2 separate regions of the Rattus norvegicus genome follow, and region 2 is linked to region 1. A link is a contact called in public Hi-C data. All regions are on one chromosome and are shown on one strand. Each heading gives the region's core, a stretch centred on a gene start, on an enhancer-like site or on the middle of the called end of the contact. The rest is flanking DNA. Distances are from core to core; before and after follow the strand shown. Region 1 has its middle 42 kb from the start of Prelp. Region 2 has its middle 19 kb from the start of Btg2.

Region 1 (7,635 bases), core at 803-3,302:
TGATGTGGTATATAGAGAAGTCAATGGGAAGGGAGATGCAGCCAGCCGGCCGCTCTAGGACTGGACTTGGGCACTGGCCCTCAGCCCTCAGCATTGCTTTGGTGCTGGTGCATGGAAGGAATGGGGTGTGGTGGCTCTGAGATTAGCTGGGCCAGTGGCTGTGAGAGAGAAAGGCTGGGAGCCAAAGAACAGTTCGTTTGTTCCAGGGCTGGAAGTCAGTTCAGTGTAACCTATGACCTGGAGAACTGGGGTTGCCCCAGGCCCAGCTGTGTCCAGATGTGGAGCCCACAGGCTCAGACACGTCAAGGCCTGTTTGTCCAAGACTCACTGCCTTCTCTTCTGCTGCCAGCCCCCAGGGTGGCTCTGGGAAGGGAGGATCAGGGCCTTTCTGAGCTAAGACAGCTGAGGCTTCAAGGAAAAATGGGAGCTTGCTGAGCCTGACATGGTCTGGGGTACAGAAGTAAAGCCAGGAAGGGAAAACCGTGGAGCGAGAGGGGTGTGCACAGCTGTGTCTGCTCCCTGAAACTTCTCAAGGAATCTCGAGTTCCAAGGATAGGCCACAGGCCCCTAAGTTTGTTTGTGTTTTAGACTTAGCACCATTCCACACAAGTCGTAATTGCTCCATGAATCCTGTCAGAGGGAAGGAGGGAAGAAGAGAGACAAGAGTTGGGGTGGGGGTGTTGGTGGTTCCCTAACTTCCCCTCCAAATCAGTTGGCTGCCTAATTAAGACCTGGCAGTATTCTCACTGAAATCTAATTTCTACCACAGGTTGGTAGGCTTATTTCAACCCTAAGCTTCTAGAAGTCTGGACCTCAAGTTCTATGTCTGCACTGCCTCGGCCTCTTTGCTCTTGGACGAACTGCTGATTGAGGGTTAAGGAACCATCTGGAGTCTGAGGGGGCAGACCTGAGTTCAAATCCACACACCACCACATTGCCATGGTGCTTTAACCAAGATGCCTAAACTCCTTTTCGCTGACTCGGTTTGCTATTGAACAGGGCAGGGGTAGACTGCAAAGATGGCTCAGTGGTTACAAGCACCTGCTCTCCCACAGGAGCTGGGTTTGGTTGGCAGCACCCACATCAGGCAGCTTACAACCATTTGAAATTCCAGCTCCCGGCGGGGAGGACATCCATGCTCCTCTTCTGACTTCCTTGGGCATTTACACACACACATGCACACACGCACACACGCACACAAATAATAATTAATAAATCTTAACCAAAGAAAACACAGAAGGTGAGGTCCCCGCTGTAATGAAGGCTTAAGAAAACAAGATGGGAAAGCCTGCACAACCCCCACCTCACAGCACCCCAGGAATGCCACTCGCCCTGGGAATGCAGCCTCGCTTGCCCAGAGTAGACAGCTCCTCATGCTGCCATCCCTCCTACTACCCGCTCCTGCATCCCAGTGTCTGTGGACCATGGCCTCTTGACCTTTTCTAGGCTCAGTTCCTGCCGCTGTGACTGCCTATGCCCCCTGCACAATTATTTCTACCTTCAGCTCAACTCTGGACAGGGGAGGTTGCAGTGGTCCCCGGGAGGCTTGCCCTTTAAGAAGGGAGGATCCAGCCAAGAGCCCAGGATCAGTCACAGGGGCAGGACTTCCTATGGGGGTTAGGGTGGGGGGACAGAGATCAGGGGCGGCGAAGAGGCCCTAACACACATCTCACCAGCCTCTGCACATTGTCTGATATTTGCTGCGAAATAAGAACAAAACCAAGTGGCTGCTCTCAAGTTCTACAGCACCCCAGGGTCCTGCCTCCTCCAACCTTCTATCTTGTCCCCATGCCACAGGCTGAAAAGGTTTGCTGCCCTCACCCTGCTCTCCTTGCCTTCCCGGGACCATCCACAGAGTCGGGAAGCTTCCGGTATGGCAGATGTCTTGGCACAGTCACTACCCGAGGGGAAGGATCATACGCACGCCCAGATCTCATCCGAGCAAAAAGGAGCTGCTTCTGCCCTCCTGCAGTGTGCAGAGTTCTTGGAGGGGAGTGACACGGGCCCGGGCTGCCCTGCCATGAGGTCAGCCTACACTGACAGTAAGTGTACTGTGTGGCCAGCCAAGAATGCAGGCCCATGGCTCCAGCCACACGTCAGACGGAGAAAGGGCTCTGGTGCAGACTTAGACTCATGCCACCGAGAGTCTGACAGGCTGTGGGGACAAAGGCTTCAGAATCTTCCTTTTCTAACGGCTCACCAGTCCTCAGAAATAGTGAGAGCAGGGCCGGCTTTTTGTCCACCAAGGGGCACCCGTGCACTGTGAGGAAGGTCCAGCAGGCACTGCCAGCATGGCTCTGTCCAGGGTGAGGAGCAAAGGTTTGGGGGAGGAGCCATTTTTTAAAAAGATTCCCTGGCAAGTGCCTCTCACATTCCGGAACACAGAGGACCATGGACCCCTGCTTGTCCAGAGGCATCTGAGCCTGGCAGCTAGCCCAGGCCCTTCCTGTCCTCTCCCTTCCAAATGTCTCTTTTCTACTTCTGCATGCCTCCTCAGTGGAGGGCTGTGCTCGGATTGGGGAAACCAGGGGAACTTCCTGCTTAGTTCAGTGCCCTTGGGAAGCCACATATATCTAAAGCCACATACATCTAAACATTCACTGAGTACTGTGGCAGCCACCCAGAAAGTGGCAATGAAGAAGCCCTGATGTCTGCCTGTGGGACCACTGGCCCACAAGGTGCACAGTTCAGAGCTTGAGTAACTGGGTACGTCAAAGGATTCAGGAGAGATACTACTGATGCACTGCACCATTGGATCCCATTGGCTGCAGGATTCGGGGCATCATCTGATAAATCACATCCAGTGTCTGACACCTCATTTGTCCTATGAGGAGGGAGGAAGGCTCAATACACATTTGCTGAATGAATTAATGAATGAAGGCTGTTCAAGCCGGCTTCTTGGAGGAAAGGTGGAAGGCTCACACGCATGCCCAGATCCCACCCAATCAAAGAAGAGCCTCTCTGTTCTTTTTTTCCTTTTTTTTTTTCCCCCCGGAGCTGGGGACCGAACCCAGGGCCTTGCGCTCTTAGGCAAGCGCTCTACCGCTGGAGCCGGTCTGTTCTTAAAGTGACCACGAGACAGAAATGACTGCTTGAGACTTCATCAACAGAGCAAAAAAGCAGCGAGAATCCGGAGGGATAAGACATCAGAACTCAGCCCTAAACTACCTCAGTCTCCACTCACACAAATTGTTCTTCCTGCTCTCTAAGAGGAAGAGGCAGGCTGAAGAGGGTGTGGCTCCCAAGTGCTTCTATCTCCCCCCACCCCCAACCCCGTAGTGTTGATGATTTCCGATTACGTTTGGAAGCGTTCCTTGTGAGTGGCAGTTTCTCATGAGCTTGTGAGCCTCTTGGATGGTGGTCAAGCCTGAGTCTCTTTGTGTAACTGCATTGCCAGTTAAACGCCATGCCTTTATTCCTCTTAGACCTGCACAAAGTTGATGGCAAGAAGCACTTCCGGTCCCTGGCCTCAGGAGTGGCTGGGCCACAGGAAGAGGTGCTCACACCTGGCGATTACTCCGGATCCATAACGCCGAGTGGGAAATGGGGCCACAAAAGCAAAGCGGAGGTAGGTTCTGACTGAAAACACCACGTTTACAGATGGAAGTGGTGTGGGGAGCACCTGGCCCAAGCCCTCACTTAAAGATGGAAAACTTAGACCAGGAAACAAAAATTATTTGTTCAAAGTCACGTGACATCGCCGGCTCGTCCAAACCTGCCGTGTTGTCTCGGTCTTTGGGACTCAGTGCTCCCTCACTACACCATGTTCTTCTTTCTTGGGTGTTACTTAGCCTTTCCCTCAGGCCTTCTGCGGGGCAGGCAGCCTCAGCTCCTGGAGCAGTCTCTGCAGCTAGAATCGGAAGAGCTGGAGAGAGACTGTAGCTGCCTCCTGCTGGCTGTCAGACCCAGCCCTGATGGAGGAGCAAGGTGAAGAAGATGATGAAGACTGGTTTCCTCCCCAGCCCCTCTCACACGTGCCCAGAAGACCCTCAGGCCTCCCAGTCTCTGTGGGCGGGATGGGTGCTTCCAGCTCTGCTTGTCCAATCCCCACCATCCCCTCCCAGAGCTTAGCTGGCTTGGACTTGAAAAATTCCAGAGCAGGCAGAGGCAGCCTGCTTGGCAGACAAAGTTGGTGAAGAGCCATCACAAGAAAGCCTCAAAGATTTCATTTTCATCCCCAAATGACTGGCTTGGAGGGGGATCTCATAAATCAGAAAGGTGCTTTGTTGTTTCCAGTGATGTGTCCTTTCTCCTGCTGGTTGGCAGCCTTCCCTCCTAGGCCCTTCCTTCTCTGCTTCCTGGAGGTGGGAGGGGACTGGAAAGTCAGGAACGGAGGGTAGGCAGGCCACAGGGAAGCACCATTGATTTACTTTAGTCTGGACCACCTATGGCTGTGCCCACCACTTTCAGACTGACTTCATTGGTATTCTATCCCTGACTAACTGGGAAATAGCAAGAAGATGTATTCAGGGAGCATGCTCAAGGGTTTTAACACCTTCCTACCTGTCTCCTCGACAGAGCTGATGTTAGAGGTAGGCCATGGAGGCCACAGAGGGTAGCTGTGTCTATCCGTGCCCAAGACCCTCCCAGCTTGCTGGCTAACCCGACCTCTAGAATCTATCCCTCCACTGTTCCAGAGAGGATTTCCAGAAGCTTCCATATACTAGTCACATCTGCACTTCAGAACATGGATTCTAGCTCACAGCCTGCTCCACACCTTACCAACTCTGGGGCCTTTAGCAAGCTGCTCAGGCTGTCTGGAAACCCAGCTTCCCTACTCTACATAGAGGAACACCATCACAGTGCCTGTCCCATAGGGCCACAGTGGTGGCCTGCTGGTTAATATGTAGCCAGTGTTCAAAGCAGGCCAGTGTTTACTTGATCAATTGGTCCCAGGGCTGAAATAGAGGAAGACACAGCTGACAGCCCATCTCTCAGCAGGCATCAAACGGCTGCTCTCCGCACTGCCACTTCCCCAAGCCCCTTCATTTCCTCAGCAAACACTTATGAGAAACATACTATGTCCCTCTGTGTTTGGTCTGAGGTTTGCTATGTGATCAAAGCAAAACAGTCCATACACTCGTGGGATTTATGGTAAATGCATAGACAGATACATGCTTGGGGAGGGTTTTGTTTTGTTTTGTTTTGTTTTGTTTTGTTGTTACAGAATCTCCTTATGCCGGCCTGAGTTTGCACTTTTGGCCAGATCGGAGCTTTGGGGGTCATAGTTCAAGTGGAGCATGAAGCATGAAGGGAATAGGGCAGGGAAGCAACAGGACCCCACTGGGTTTAGAATTCCTCTGTTTACTGGATGAAGAGTGGTTTGGTGTGGGCGAGCATCTGAAGAGAACAGTTGTGTAGAGTCTAAGGGTCCAGGGTGAGAGCTGCCGGTGTTTTGGGGTAGAGAGGCAACTGGGGGATGGATAAAGAATCAGGGTGAGCCTGTGGAAAGGGGGTCCTGTGGAAGGGAGAGCCTGTGGTTGGGGGAGCCTGTGGAAGGGCTGAGAGGCTTACATTGTGCTGTGCTGGAGAGCATTCTAGGTTTTAGGGGTGTGGAATTTGGTGTGTCATGGACGATGATGACATTTGGACATGGAAATGGATTTTGGGGTGCATGTTGGATGGCCCCCTTGCTGTGATTTGGAGGCCTGAGAAGATGGTGAGAGAGAAAGTGTGTGTGTGTGTGGGGGGGTGTACAAGCTCTTCACCATTTCTGAAGGCGTCTCTTGAATGTGTGCACTTTGCCTTTTGAAAAGTCTGTGCTGTGATCTCAGCACAGAGGCCAAGAGCTCTGAGACTGTGCTCAGGGCTCAGAAGGTGCTGACCCTGCTCACCTGTTCCCAGGACTGTGCCGTGCCTCCGAGTTCCCAGGGTCTACCTCAGCTTAACCTGGGCTCCACTACTGACTAGCCAGGACGAGGTCTCGATAAGTTCACACAGTACCTCAGTTTCCCCTCTTGCAAAATGGCAACTCTAGATGTAACTCTGTTGCTGTGAGGGAAGGGTCTCAGCACACGGTGAATATTTCCACTTGTTCAGCCGAAGGGCACCCATTTATTTCTGCCCTCACTGAGTCACACTGTCCCCTGAAAGCCCCACAATTACCCGTGCCTGCCGGCCCCACCTCCATCATTCCGAGTCGCACGGCTGCATTTTAAATGCAAGCCCAGGCCTTGACAATGATTTCTGGTCACTCTTATTTTGTGAGATGCAGCCCGTGGCGGCGCCAGCCTGCCAGTCTCCTGTCTGTTTTGATAAGGGAGGTTGTGTGGTGCATGGGAAGTTCAATTTTGTGGTCACAGAAAGGGCCACGGACTGTATGTTTACCGACCTTCTAGCATATGATGCATGGCCCCAATCTGGAGAGCTGAGAGAGGTCATACTGAAACTGAGATGGGGCTGCTGGCTGACTCGGCACGAGCAGCCTCCTCCTATTCTCCCAGGTCAAAGGCTGCCTTTCCTGTGAGTTTGAGATATAGGACTAGAGAGACTGACTGTAAACCACTTTTGTCCAGTGACAGGCCCAGGGCATGAGCTGTGGTCCAGCTCTCTGCCCACAAGGCCCCTTCACTTCATGATCTTATCTCCTTCCAAACTCCACTGTTGCGTTCCCTTCGTCAGAGAAGAGCATGGACCAGGCACTGCACTGTGCCACATGCTGGGTTCAGCTTCCACCCCTGGTGTGCCCTGCATGAACACCCCTAAACATTTCTGTGCAGTGAAGACAGCACAACCCCTTCCATACTGGCTGTGAGGATGTGCTCTGCCTTGATCTCTCACCTCTATGACCTTTCTAAGGTCCCCATTTCTACCTCAAAATTGATCTCCTCATGGCCATGGCTTTGGCGTTTGAACTTAACACCCTGTGACATTCCCACATGGTCTCTCTTCCACGACGCGAGCCAGTACCCAGTAGATCTTTTCTTCTGTTTTCCAAGCACTTACTGGGCTCTGCCTATAGGGGGAGCTGGGCTTAAAGGTGACCTGGCACTTAGCAATGGCCCAATGAGAGCAATGGAAGCCCAGGAAGTAATAACCCTTTGATTCTGCAGTCTGTCTGCTCCGCCACCACCACCGCCCGACCTCCGCTATGGCAGAGTGGAAGGACACGGTCAATGCCAGATCTGTGTGGTTGCCCTCTGGCCAGGCACAACAACACACCTTTGGTACCAGCTTCCAGAACTGGTTCACTGCCTGCCAAGAGCCACTTTCTCAAGTTAATGTACTCCTTGTCCACCATGTGTGCTGGGAAGGGTTTTCCCAGGGGTAGCTTATTGGAAGAATTGAATTTCCCCAGTAGCCTTTTTGTAAACAACTCAGCAAGTAGGGGTTGAGAGGAAGGCAGTTCATATTAGCTACCATACCAGTGCTCCCAACTTAACTCTCAGAGGAGCAACTTGTTCAGACTAAAGAATGGAAAACAAATTCTAGAAGATTCTCCTTTGCCTACTTCCTAATTCCTCAAATAAATTGTGATTAGCTTTCCAGCCAGCCTGCTAGTCTGCCTTGGAAAAGCTCAAAGAGAGAACAAGACTGGAGGAAGCACAGACAGAGAGGAAGAAAACAAACCTTTGTACTTGAGTAATGCTTTGTCTTTCCAGAGCACTTTTGGCATTAAAAGCCCAACACCCATCC
Region 2 (7,497 bases), core at 3,823-6,322, 140 kb after region 1:
GGTTAAAGTTGGTGAAGGGACTTTGCAAATGGCCCTGGCCTTCTCCATTTCAAATTTCCCTTTTCATCCGCAGCCGCTCCTAGAGGACCTGGTGCTTTCTCAGCTCTACACACTTTGTCCGTGGCTTCGTTGATAGCCTTCCCTTTCCCTCCAGTCCTGGAAGGTGATGCTCATTCCCTTGTCGAGCATTCGCCAGGCAGGATGCCTCAGTAGTGGAAGGACACGGTTCATCCAGCCCAGGGCAGGGCACCTAGTAGGACCCCCCCATCCAAGGAAGTTTCTTTTTGTCTATCAGTAAACCCAAGTGACAAAGGCAGAAGGAAGTGACCCCCAAAGGATTTGGAGAAATAAACTCTGTCCCTCATTGGGGGACGGGAGTGGGGGTGGGGGCAGAAGGGAAGAGGAAGGACTTTCCTGGCTGGGTTTACAATCCTCTGAGAAGCCATGCAGAGAGCCCAACCTGTGTTCTTCCTGAGAGGGAGGTGGGTGCCCTATACAGAAGGGACTTTGGGAGAGGAGAAGTCGGCTTCCTCCTAGCTAGGACACTCACCTGCCCCTCCCCCACTCCTCCTCCCCACCTCCTCTCTTTTCAGCAGAACTCACAGAAACAGCAGCTATCCTCTCTCTGGTACGGCTTACAATTGAAACTTCTCACCACCCTCTTACCTCAGCTAACTAAACACTTTGGCAATCAGGTAGCCACAGGCTTAGATCCTGCTTTCCTGGCACACAAGGGCAGCCCTGAGACCCACCCCTCTCTCATAAGGGTGGACCCTGTCTACTCCCAAGGTGACCCACTTCACTCACACCTGAATGCCTTGGGCTCCTGCTGGTTCCCCCAGTCTTCTGACCTGCCTTTGCCCACTGGCCTAGCCCTAGGCATTCACTCATTTTCCACCATAACTAGGCTCCTAGGGGCTTTCCCCCAAATGGGAAGAAGGATACTAAAGAAACTGCAGATGTCTATGAGGAAGGCTGACCCTCCCAAGGAGTCGTACATGACTTCCCCAGGTCAACAGTCAACTGGGAGGAACATAAAGAGAATGCACTGGGAAGCCCTGAGATCCTGACCCCTCAGAAATGATGGGGGCTTCGGATTCTTCAACCAGAAAATGTCCGTGAACTCTGTCTTCTGAGTGGTTGTGGGGAGGCCATGGAGAGGCTGTGCGAACCAAACATGAGGTGCTCAGGAGGCCCCTGTGGGCACACATGCTCCTATGTCTCTCACCTCTCCTAGCCCTGGGCCTCCACCAGCTGCCATCCCTGCAGGTGGCCCTACCTCTCCCAACACCAGTAAAGGCCAGCCGGCCTTCTCTGCAGCTGAGCCCGCCTGATTCTTTGGGGCTGACTTATTTGACTTCCATCTGTTGCTGGGGGCAGGGGGGGAAAGTGGGAAAGACACAAAAAGTATCTTCAAGTGTGCCCCAGGTTACACACTTCTCTTATGCTACGGCTCTCCTGCCCAGCACGGTATAAGCCTGTCACTCCAGGCATGTGGGAGAGCAACCAGCACCTCTTTGTTCTCCCCTAACTCAGCAGAACCTACGGCACTGAATGGTGTGTGTTTGGAAGAGGGCACACAGCCAAGCAGTTTCTTGGGGGTAAAAAAGGTTCTATTACATAGAACCACAAAGACAAATTGCTCTCCAGCTATAGAGGGCGTGTGTTTCACTACTTGTGTGATTAGAGGTCATTTTGGATTCACCGGCAGCCAGTAATGAGCACAGGAAAACGGTCCCGAAGGCCCTGGAGACCCGAGCTCCGTGGGGCTTCGCAGAAAACTCTTGGGAGGAGGATGAAGGGAGCCAGTCATAAAGGTCCCAGCTGTCCGTTCTCACCAGGAGTGTACCTAGCCCGGGCTCTCCACGTAAGGAGTAGTGGGGGCAAGTGTGCCTAGCACAGTCTGCTCTAAAAGCAGCTGGCACACTGCTTATCAGTCCACACCCCCGGTGCTCCTGAGGCCCAGAAGCTTCTGAACTTGGTTCAGCAAGAAGAGAACATGCTTTTTTTTTTTTTTTCACCTCCGTGTATGGTGAAGTCACATGAGCGCTTCATCAATAGCAATGAGGGAGATGATCCTTTTGAGTGGACCAGGAGATAGGAAATCTAAGAAACATTTCTGTTTATCTCTTCTGAGAGAACTCTTTACATGTACTGGACAAAACATGCCTTATTATTAGCCCTTCCCCCCATTAGACCCGTGTTAATCATCTCTCTTAGCTTCTGCATTTATCCTGTCCTTCAGTCTTCACAATGATCTCAGAAACAGGCTGTGTGATTAGAGAGGCCAACCGGGCCCTGAAGCCCCCAGCAATTCCTCTCTGCCCCCATCATCTTTACCACAGGGCCTTTCCACTGCTGAAGGCCCAAGGAGCTTGGGGGTGGAGTTCAAGATCTCTCACAGAAGGGTGACTTGGAATGGGGGTCAATTGGTGGGTGATATTTGAGGTAGACATGGTGTAGGGAAAGGGCTGGGCATGTCAGAATTGGTTCACCCTTTCCCCTCTTCTAAGACCCTCCCTCCTTCCCCTCCTGGGATCAAGGAAGTTCACGACAAGATTGCTAGGACCTAAGTCAGTAGATCCCAGTATAAACCCAGCCTGTTACAAACACATTTCAGGTGCTCAGAGGCCTGGAATTCATAAACATACCTGGATCCAAGTACATTCTGCACTGACTCTGGATGTGGGAGTCAGTAAGGAATGGATCCTTGCCCACTGGTACCTAATGGGTAACACCGTCCTACTCTGCCATAGGAAACAGTCAGACCACCCACCCCCCTCCAGCATGAAGCCAGAAGTCAGGGGCCTCTGTAATTCTTTGGCTGTGCCACCATCTTGCCGGTCCCGGTCTCCCTCACTGTGAAGTGAGATTGTTGGCTGACCATGAGTTAACGTCCTTATGAGCCCAGACAGCTTGATAATTTCCCTCGTACCAGGTGACCCTGACTCTCTCCTTCCTTTGCCAGCTGCTCGCACTTTGCTGGTCTTGTGTACATCCTATTTCCTCATTCCCCAAGCAACTGGAAGTACACACTAGGCAGGTACTGGAAAAATCTGCAGTGAACAGAGGAGTAGAGAGGACGGCAGGCAAACTGATAAAATCAAGACCTCGGGGGCGGGAGAGGGGGCAGGTTTTGGTGTTTGCATTTGTTTATTTGTGTCTCGGGCTAGCCTAGGCTGGTCAGGAACTCACACTTAACCCAGTGGGTTTGAACCTTGCATGGTCCTCCTGCCTCCGCTTCCTGGATGCTGATTTTTGCAGGTTCGGAACACCACAAACTGTTCCCATTGTCTGCTTTCCTCCAGGCAGTCGGATCCTGTGGCCTACACTGGCCTTGAACTCCCTCAATCCTCCTGCCTCAGCTTTCAAGCACTGCCACACACCAGGTTCTAAGAACCTTTTGAGTACGAGAGAAGCACCCTTCTCACTTCAGCCCAGAGTGCCATGCTATAGAGCTGAGCTCAGAGTCAAGAATTCCTTTCTGACTGAGAGGCTGTGTACTTCCCATCCAGACTGTAAAGGGAGCCGATGCCTGAGACTGCTGTCACTTGAGGTCTAGATCCTGCTGGCCCCTTCTGAACCCTCCAGGCTCCTCCTTCCAGCCCCTGGAGAACTGCCATGCTCAGAGGCAGAACCTGGGAAGCACTGGGGCCCATTCATTTTTAATTGTCTAACTGCTATGGTCTCCCAGAAGTTCCTCTGCCCATAAGCGCGCTCAGTTGACAGGCCTGGGCCTGTCAATGTTTAATGGAAGCAAGGATCTTATCTGGAGTCCCAAGTCGTTTAGATTACTCCTGTGTAAGGACCTGTGGTGTGGGACAGCAGATGGAAGACTCCTCAGGGTGGCCCTGCTGCTCCCTGGGGGCAGGGAGGGATTCTCAGAGTAGAAACTGAGGGGGTGGCCAGAAAACATCTACAAAGGCGGCACAAAGCCCTATCTCACTTTGTCCTGGTTCTGACCACATTTTCAACAGCTCTGCCCTGGAGCCACTTGCAGGTGCCCAGTGCACACCCTGCCAAGGGCCTCCTGGGAAATTCAAGACACAAGGTAATGAGTGGATGAAGTTTGGATGGACTTAAAAATACATGTCCATTGAGCCTGTGCTGGTGTCCCCTCGGCAACCAACCTGCCTGTATTTGGGAGAAGAGACACCATCTGGCTTGCCTCTGCTATCAAAGTGTTGAATGTGGTGACTGCAAGTACACTCCATCGTACCAGGCTGTGAGCTGGGTTGCTCTGTGCTCCCAGTCCTGACTCCAGAGCAACTAGGGGAGGGACTTACCGGTGCAGCTCCCCAGGGGCCCGAGAGATGCCTTAAGCAGAGAGTCAAGTTCTATTTGGGGAATGGAACATCATGGCTCTAACACAGGCCGGATGTTATTTACAAAGCTTGTCTAATGGCCCAGCCTCCATGCTGGCAGCTCATTGGCTGCCTGCTCTGGTTTCTCTAGCTGGCTTTCTCCCCACTTTCTCCTGCCCTGTCACAGCTTCTTCCACTCGCAGATCAACATTCCAGCCAAGAGTGTCTCACTGACCACTGGCTGTCACTCACCTCTGAGACCTGTGGAGGGAGGCCAGCAGGAGCAGTTCCTACCCGGGAGACTGAGGCTTGGGAAGGGGAGGCCAGCAGGAAAGAAAGGAGTCAGATTGACTCCCTGCCCAGACATCTGCCATTCTTACCGGGGTTAAAATGAAAGAGGGCCAGGTCCTCTCCCAGTTAACCAGTACAGGTGGAGTCTAAGTGATGGGTCAGGTAATTTAAACTTTCTCCGCTCCAGTTCAGACTGGGAAGAAGTCTGGCTGAATGGATCAAAACTGGCCAGCACACCGGACAGACATTCCTAAGACCTGGCCCTTGGCTGCTAAGTCATGTTTGGGGAGGTTAAACTGGAGACTGGAAAATCCTGATAGACATTCCTAAGTCCAGGGGACGTCTGACAACTGAGGTGTCAGGGACTGTGGGCACATGTGCTTCCTGAATATCACCCGGTCTCTTGGGCCACTCTGTCCTCTTTCCTCATCTCTTCTGCTTGTTCACCCAACACCTGCTCCATAACCTTCCCTCCCACACAGCCCAGGCCTGTGGGCTGCATGTGGTATGTATAATAGTAGTCCTTGCCCCAGTGACCCATGAGTCTTAAGTGAGCTAACTCATGTGGAACGTTTGGGCCAGCACTTAGCATGGAGTAAACCCTCAATAAATATTAACTGCTACAAACGCCTGTTGCTGTATGGTTTTTCATCCTCCATCCAGGGTAAGAAGCAGAGTTCCGCTTTAAAGAGAACCCAGTCAGGTGAGCCCCTTCTAGGCCCTAGCATTTTCCAAGACCTGAATACAGAGAGCTGTGTCCCATGGATTTTTCCTAAAGGCCACAAAGACTTGTTAAGAAATGTCCAGGCTTAGGTACTGACATGGGAAACTAAGAAAAGACAAGCTTTACTCTGTCAGCAAACACACAGGCTTCCTGAGAACGCATGGTCACCCATGATGGGCTCATGAGCAACCCAGTGAGTGGCCTGGCTGGCCATCAAATACTCCCATGATGATGCTAACCATTGGGCCCTTGGAATCTAGAGCAGAGGAGGTTTGGCAGGGCAGCCTCCTGGAGAGAGAGGGCCACAGGATGGCGGCCATTTTAAAGATGGAGGTTGGGGGCTGGGTGGGAGGAAAGTCTCACTTAGGCTCCACACATTCTGCGAGTGAGTGGTTCAGCACTCGGGTCCATGACACAGGGTGTGGAGTGGTGCAAGCCTCTTATGTAGAAGGTGCTAGATAGCACCGTATAATTCAGGTAGAACTCTCAGGTCTCACCATATCCGAGGCCACTGTGAGTCCTTGTGGACTGGGGACAAGGTCACTGTGGCAGATTACCACCTTCCTCCTTCAATGGCACCTGCTCTACACACTAAAGAGCTCTCATTCAGAATGGTTTGGGGTCCATGACTTTTCTTTCTTTCTCGTCCCCCCACCCCGAGCTGAGGACGGAACCCAGGGCCTTGCGCTTTCTAGGCAAGCGCTCTCCCACTGAGCTAAATCCCCAACCCCGAGATCCATGACTTTTATCAGGCACATCCAAAGGATGAAGAAGAGAAATAGGTAGAGGCCACAGGAGAGAGTGCTAAGTGCTAATGAGGAAACCAAACAATGGGGATGAGGGAGATGTCACATTGAGCAGAAAGAACTCTGAGAGGCTCCCATTCCTGCCCCAGGCATCGCCCCACCCTCCCGCCAGCTCTCCTTAGGGTAGACCAGAGACTATCTAGACAAGGGTTGGGGAGAGTAAGGCTGGGTTGACCCCAGAGAGTGAGGATTGGGGTTCACTTAGGGGAATGTTCCTATACTTAGAACAGAATCCCAGGATGGTGACACTAACTTCCCCCTAGGAAGGCCCTATGAGAACCCCCAATAAAACCAGACAAAAAGCAACTATGGGCAGTGTTGTGGGCTCTCTCTTGGGGACTATCTCCTGCTGAAATTACAGCCTCAATCTTAAATATCTCTCAAAGGCTCTCGTAGGAAGGTTTGTTCTGTCTCTCATGGTGCTAGTCAAAGGAAGCCTATCAGAGGGTAGTGGACCTTTGAATGGTATATTTTGTCTTGTTCCTTTTCTCTCCTTTTCTTTGCTCCCTGGCCACCACGGGGATGGGCAGCCTTCTTCCCCGCTGCCTCCCATCACCAACATCTTCTGCCTCACCTCAGGATCCAAGGGATGGATCCGGGGATCCTATGCTAAAACTTCTGAAACCACGAGACCTTAAGTCGATTCTCTCAGGTATGTTTGTCACCGGGCTACAAAGGTGACTAACACCCTTCTCTCTCTTTCTCTCTCTCTCCCTGGGTGGAGGCCCAGTACCCATCCATCTCAGAGAAAAGGATGGCTTTGGAGTTCCCCGCCAAACCCTCCACTGGGGGTGGCTGGGCTGGGCTGGGCGGAAGGAGGGGAAAGTCCAGTCTGAGGCAGAACCAGGGCCCGGTGCTGCCTTCTGAGTCAGTTCTGAAGCCCGAGGCCAGAGAGAAAAGACCAGAACCAGCCCAGACTTTGTGAAACAGCTGTGCCAGGTTCGCAGCACAGTCTGGGCTGCTCTCCCGTGGTCTCAGGGTCCCCCACTCATGCTTAGAGAGTTCCCAAAATATACTCCCAGATCTGATCTCGTTCTTTAATAAGGCATTTACAAAGCTCTTATTTCTACCAGGCATTACAGGAGGCTGAGAACACCACAGAAAACAGTGTAGGAAAAATACCCACTCCTGTGCTGCTCATGTTCTACTGGGGGAGACAAGCAACAAACAAGTGGATACACAAAATAAAAATGCTTATTAACATCTGCCTTAGTAACATCTAGTTTACTTGGTTTCTACTGCTATGACGGGGAGGAAATGGTTAACTTAGTCTTAAACTTCCCAAGTCATAGTTTATCACTAAGGGCAGTCAAGGTAGGAACTAAAGCAGGAAGCCGGAAGTAGAAATGGAAGCAAAGATCATGGAGAATAG

What was found. Hi-C and Micro-C count contacts between places; a contact is called where the count stands out from the background.
Region 2: a Hi-C map of liver shows a contact between it and region 1, with 5 times the contacts expected there. The contact joins two enhancer-like sites. A contact is called at or near these places in 9 of 12 Hi-C or Micro-C datasets (the A7r5 cell line, the Rat2 cell line, Schwann cells and 5 more).

What each region holds. Positions count from the first base shown.
Region 1 is chr13:47,970,734-47,978,368 of GRCr8, forward strand. No RefSeq gene overlaps it. Among named protein-coding and RNA genes, the nearest start is that of Prelp, 42 kb to the left of the region's middle. Within about 2 kb of position 2,053, at least 30 of the 93 cell types and tissues checked have an H3K27ac peak or open chromatin away from gene starts, as enhancers often do. A contact at or near this core is called in the A7r5 cell line, kidney and liver, where this site is marked.
Region 2 is chr13:48,102,714-48,110,210 of GRCr8, forward strand. No RefSeq gene overlaps it. Among named protein-coding and RNA genes, the nearest start is that of Btg2, 19 kb to the left of the region's middle. Within about 2 kb of position 5,073, at least 54 of the 93 cell types and tissues checked have an H3K27ac peak or open chromatin away from gene starts, as enhancers often do. A contact at or near this core is called in the A7r5 cell line, kidney and liver, where this site is marked.